Regions from separate parts of the Mus musculus genome. Here region 2 is linked to region 1. Evidence: chromatin contacts called from public promoter capture Hi-C data. All regions are on one chromosome and are shown on one strand. The core of a region is the stretch at or near the end of the contact, and the rest is flanking DNA. Distances in the headings are between cores, read along the strand shown.

Region 1 (2,700 bases), core at 31-2,530:
CTCTCTCTCTCTCTCACACACACACACACACACACACACACACACATATGCACATGCTCATACACCATTCACCGTATCCTTATCTTATGGGTTCAAGCAGATGTCAGTACCATGCCCTTGAAACTATATATGTATATGTATATGTGTGTGTGTGTGTGTGTGGTTACCCAGTGTTGAGTATTTTATTATAGCAAAACAAAACAGATTAATACAAGTAGAAGCTGATAGTGCCTTTAGGAGAACACAGAAACCCAAATCTGTCTCTGATGTTATCTCTTAAACTTTAAGGAAAGGAAAACCAAGGCGATTCACTTATAGTGAGAGTTTCATAAAGAAAACCTTTGCATCAGAGGGGGCTGCTAGGACTTCTAACATCTGCAGCAAAGGGTCACCTGCGCAGATTCCCTGCTGGCCCAAGTCAGTCGAGTGGTTAGCATTAGGTCAATTCGCATCTGTACATTCTGGGTAAGAATTGCATCACACCAATTTCTTTTTTAGCATCTTTGTGTTTTTCATTATAAAAAGGGCTGGGGATGTCACCCAGTCTGTAGACTGCTTGCCTGGCCTGCACAAAATCCTGGGTTCAGTCCCCAGGACTACATAAACAGTGTGTGTGTTGGGGGTGGGGGTGGGGGTGGGAGGTGGCAACTTGAGTCTGTGTATAATTCAAATTAGAAGAAAAGAGAATAAATGAAGTCTACATGTAGCTCCCACACCCAGATGACTATTAGTCTTCAAAATGATAGATTTTCACATATATAATCTTGGTAAGTGATGAGTTCTGTTTCTTTTCTCCATTTGTTTTGCAGGCTTTGTCAGTTTTCAATGAATTCTTTTGTCACAGGTGCCTTCCTCTGGGAGTTATGCGAGTTTTCAAGGCTGCATGAATTCTTAATCCCAGATCCCCTCCTGTCTGCCACCCAAGCCTTTCCCAAACCGATTCGTCCTAAAGTCAGGGTTCCGATGCTCAGAAGAGGCAAACTCAGGCAAACCCGGCTCGTCAGAAAACAGCCATGCCTGCTACAAAAATCTGTTGCCCCCAAACTCGCTAGTGCATTTCATTACCTTTCAACGATCGGTTTAGAATTATTCACCTCGCTGCCCTTAACTATCCACTTGACTGCCTTCATCATTAGCATGGAGGGCGGAACCGAGGCTGGCCTGTATTCTCTTCAGAGCCCCAGTCACTTCTGATTAGTGAATTGCTTAGAAAATGTCCTGAGCTCTAGCCGGCCACTGCCAGTTAGTGTCCTGTCCCGGAGAAGCGCTCATTTGTATTCTGTCTGTGGGTCAGAGTGGAGGCCACGGGTTAGTGAGGTGGGGGGTAGGGCAGCGAGGGCCAGCCAGCCTAATGGTTGCATCTGCCGTCTACCTTCTAGCTCCTCCCTCTCTCTCTCCCTCCCTCCCTCCCTCCCTCCCCCTCCTCCCCTTTCTTCTCCTCTCAGTCTCGCTCAGCTTTCTATTCAACAACAGCGAACAAAGTAAAATAATATAAAAATAAAACCGGAGTGGGGGTGGGGGGCTGCGGGAGGGAGACTCTGAAACTGTGACAATAGCAACCTCCAATCCGGTCACCCTTGCCTTCTTCCACCTCCCATGCCCTCCAGCTACTCAGAACGGTCTCTAACAAAAGACCCCAATTTGACCTCTGGCCGGCTAAAGCCGATTCAAGGCTTGGATTTGAATCTGTTTAAGCTGACTGAGGCTAGCCACAAACTAACCACATTCCATTTAGCAACCTTCAAGTCCGATACATTCATTTTCCTCTGGTTTTTTTTTTTTCTTTCTGTTTGTTTTTTTTTTTCTTTTGTTATGTTGTAGTAGATGGTGACTTTTTAGTATGTTTGTTTTTTGTTTTGTTTTGTTTTTTCTTTGTAAATTGGATCCAAGTCAACTGGTATCTCAGATGTACACATAGGAATTCAAAAGGTGTAATAAACACAACCTCCTAAGTAAGATATCTGACCCCTACCTAACACTACTCCACCACTCTCCAGGGGAACCGTATAATATTTAGGAAAAAAAATACCATAGTATATTCTCTACTACTTGAAAGGAATTCCTGACAAACATTATATTTTCTTAAAAATTATACAGTAAACAGTGTTGCTTTTTAACGGGCTGGCAATATTGTAATTTATTGCTCAAAAAAAAATATGTCCATAAAATAGCTGTTCCAGCACTGGGGGCTCTGTGCTCACTAGCCGGGACACTCAGAGGTTCAGTACTCTCAAAGCAAACAGAGGTTCCTTGTGTGGAAAGAGCCAGTCAGGAAGTGCCTGCTGCTCTCCAGTAAATGTGGACACTCCTGCAGAAGCCAGGCTGTCTAGAGGGTGACAGGAGGGAGCAATGAGGGCAGGAAGCGACAGCTTCACTAGGACGGGACAATAAGTCAGATCTAGCTATCGGCCACTCCCGGGGAGGGAACGGGGTTGGCTATTCTTTTATCTTCTTAGACTTTAGCAAGATTGTTTTTAGGGGATTGAAAGACTGGTCTATTTGGCAACGTACTTGCCTGTGAGGGAGATGTTGCACACCGCTCTGGACTTCTATGAAGCATAGGAAACTGCTCTGTGGCCTTTTGTAGAACAGCTGCCACAAGCCCCACTGGAAAATGACTTTTTTCCCCCAATAGTCCCATTTATAAGCTTTTTATTTGCTATTTAAAGTAAATATTTACAATGCCCCAACTATGTCCTG
Region 2 (2,700 bases), core at 73-2,572, 500 kb after region 1:
AGAAATGCACTCTGGGAAACAGAACGTGCTATAAATATAAGGCCAGGGTTTCAGAGTGGAGACGCCCCTCACAGTGCATCCGGAGTTGTCCGTCCTCACTTGCGGGCACAGTTTCTCCTTTGTACAGTTTTCACTGGAATCGAGAGACTTTCCCGGCAGGTTTTTTTTTTTTTTTCCTTCTGCCTGTCTCGGGCACTGAATAGAGAAAGAGGCCTTGAAAGCAGAGTAGGTGAGAGCGCTTGCTGATTCAGGCCTGACCTCCTTTTCTTTTTCTTTTTCTTTTTCCAATTATTTAAAGCGCCACAAATGTTGCCTTGTTGTATTAATTCTGCAGATAATGCATCATCGCTGTCCAGCATGAGTAGACGTTGCTGTTTGCACTCTATCTAGCAGAGAGAGGAGTCACTGCCAAGGCTTCAGGCCAAGGCCTCCCTCTTTACAATGGACCTGCATGAATGGATGGCAAGTCGGGGAAAATAACATAATAAAGTAATTCTCTTGAAATCATATTTAAAGAGGGCACTTAAATTTCCTTGCTTCCTAGTAGATATTCTCGCTTATTCTTTTCTAGATGAAAGAAAGTAAAATATGAAAAATCTTATTAGGTGTTGGAAAGAGCCTGAAATATAACCACATAGCACGGAAACATGATTTCAGTTCTGCGGTCTGAAGGGCACTGTGATGTGGCAAGCTTCCCACCAACCTTTAAAACTCCTGCTCCTGTGAACTTGGGGATAGGACACTTCCCTGAGTCCTTAAACTTGAAAGGCAGGAGGTCATTTTGGCCAACACCTGGGGTACAAGCGAAGCATCGGGCCAATACAAGTACAAGCAGATGTTCAGAGCCACCAGATAGCTGCTCGCTTCCCTGTCCTCCCTCAAGTGTGGCTCTGCCTGCCTTTACTGCTGACTAACATGGAGCTCCTGAGAGCCAGAGCTAGGACTTGGACCCAAGTGCAGCTCTGTGCCCTTTCCACAGACTCGTCTGTCCCTTAAACACACTGTGTATAAAGCTACAGAGTATAGGTTAAGGGGAAACAATACAAACAAGGTGAGGTTACAAAGTGCTAAGCAGAGGTCATGCTAGGAGAGGGAGCAAGATGTGAAAACAACCAGGGACCCAAAGATCAAAACAACAACAACTGGCAGAGAACCAGAGTGGCCCTCCTTACATGTCATGTGATCTGCATCTTGTACTAGCCATCAGAGGTGGCTGGGGGAGGAGGGTGGGTTCCAGGAAAGAGGCCAGATTGCACACTGCTGGGAAGCATACACTATGGAAGGTAAAGAACACTTACTCGACTGGAGCTCAAAAATAAAGAGGGCAAAGTTAGGCGATCAGGCTAGAGAAGGACTTTAACCAGATTGTTAACCAGAACCTTTCAGCATGCCAAGGAGTTTGCACTTTATCCTAAAAGCAACGAGGAGGGTAGAGGAAGGGTTTATCATAGGAATGGCATAATGTAACTCTGTTTGGCGAGAACACTATAAGTGCACTGCGGAGAATCAGGGTCAACACTAGAAACCCATTAGAAAGGTGTTCAGCCAGGCGAAGTAGACACTCAGGCAGTGCCAGAGAGAAGTGACCAGAAACTGACGAAACTGAATGACTGGGTTAGAAGGGCCCAGAGTCACCCTGTGTGTGGAATGTGGTTAGAAGGTGAAGTCATTCGAGACAAAGAATTCAGTATGAGGGATAGCATGTAGTGTGGGAAGGGGAATGGAGAACCATTTTCCCAAAATTGCTTGGCACCTTAAATCTTAAATCCTCACGATATTAAGAGGAAAAATGGAAAAACTTACCAGCATGTTGAAACCCAAAGCAAAAGAATGATTCTGGCCAGGGAGAATGGAAAAGTACCAGGGATGGGCTGTGGGAAACGTAAAGTTCTGTGGCCGTTAGCAACCTACCAAAGGATGAGAGAGTTACTTACTACAACTCCATCCCATGTCTGAGGAGGAGGAAGTGTTATTGTCATCAGGTGCTACACAGAAGACAGACAAGGAGGGGACTCTGGTAGGTTAGCCTAGTGGTTCTTGAATTGTAGGATCGACATCACCTGTGAACGGTTTGAATTACAAATAATAACTAGACCTCATCTCAGAACTCTGTGAGATGGGCCCTAAAGACCACGGACTTGAGGGCCCATCAGATTTAAGACCCTGTCCATGATAAGGGAGCAGTAGTAATGCAGGAGCAAATATGATTGAGTTGGCTACAGTGCCCCGCACAATGTCAATAGTTACTTGGCCTCTGAGCTCTGAGCTGTTTTCCTTTCTTAAAATGATAATAGTAGGTTGCACTATGTAACACTTTTACTCTGTTGCCGCTGCCCCCCCCCCCATCCACCTTTGGTAACTTCCAATATGAATAGAATACAATGTATTTAGATGACTACTCCCTCCCTCTCCTCAAGGGACACATAGGCACAGGCATGGGCTCACACCCCACCCCACCCCCACTCAGGCACACACACACAGAGAGAGAGAGAGAGAGAGAGAGAGAGAGAGAGAGAGAGAGAGAGAGAGAGAGAGAGAGAGAGAAGAGCTTCATGGGTGTCTACTGTGCTCCACATAGCTGTAGAAAACTGACTGTGCCTCCCTCGGTGGCTGTCACCTGCCTAAAGCCCCTCCGCTAAGGGGAGAGCCTCCTGGGCTGCCCCTCTGTCCATGCTGGAGTACTGACCGGCTGGCGCTTGA

What was found. Promoter capture Hi-C pulls out the DNA fragments that hold promoters and counts their contacts.
Region 2: a promoter capture Hi-C map of liver shows a contact between it and region 1, with 2.4 times the contacts expected there. The contact joins two enhancer-like sites. A contact is called at or near these places in 2 of 39 promoter capture datasets (liver and stem cell-derived epiblast-like cells).

Annotation. Positions count from the first base shown.
Region 1 is chr5:64,646,336-64,649,035 of GRCm38.p6, forward strand. No RefSeq gene overlaps it. Among named protein-coding and RNA genes, the nearest start is that of Gm3716, 37 kb to the left of the region's middle. Within about 2 kb of position 1,281, at least 134 of the 459 cell types and tissues checked have an H3K27ac peak or open chromatin away from gene starts, as enhancers often do. A contact at or near this core is called in liver, where this site is marked.
Region 2 is chr5:65,149,204-65,151,903 of GRCm38.p6, forward strand. The region is part of intron 5 of Klhl5 (kelch-like 5); the gene reads left to right. Among named protein-coding and RNA genes, the nearest start is that of Klhl5, 19 kb to the left of the region's middle. Within about 2 kb of position 1,323, at least 17 of the 459 cell types and tissues checked have an H3K27ac peak or open chromatin away from gene starts, as enhancers often do. A contact at or near this core is called in liver, where this site is marked.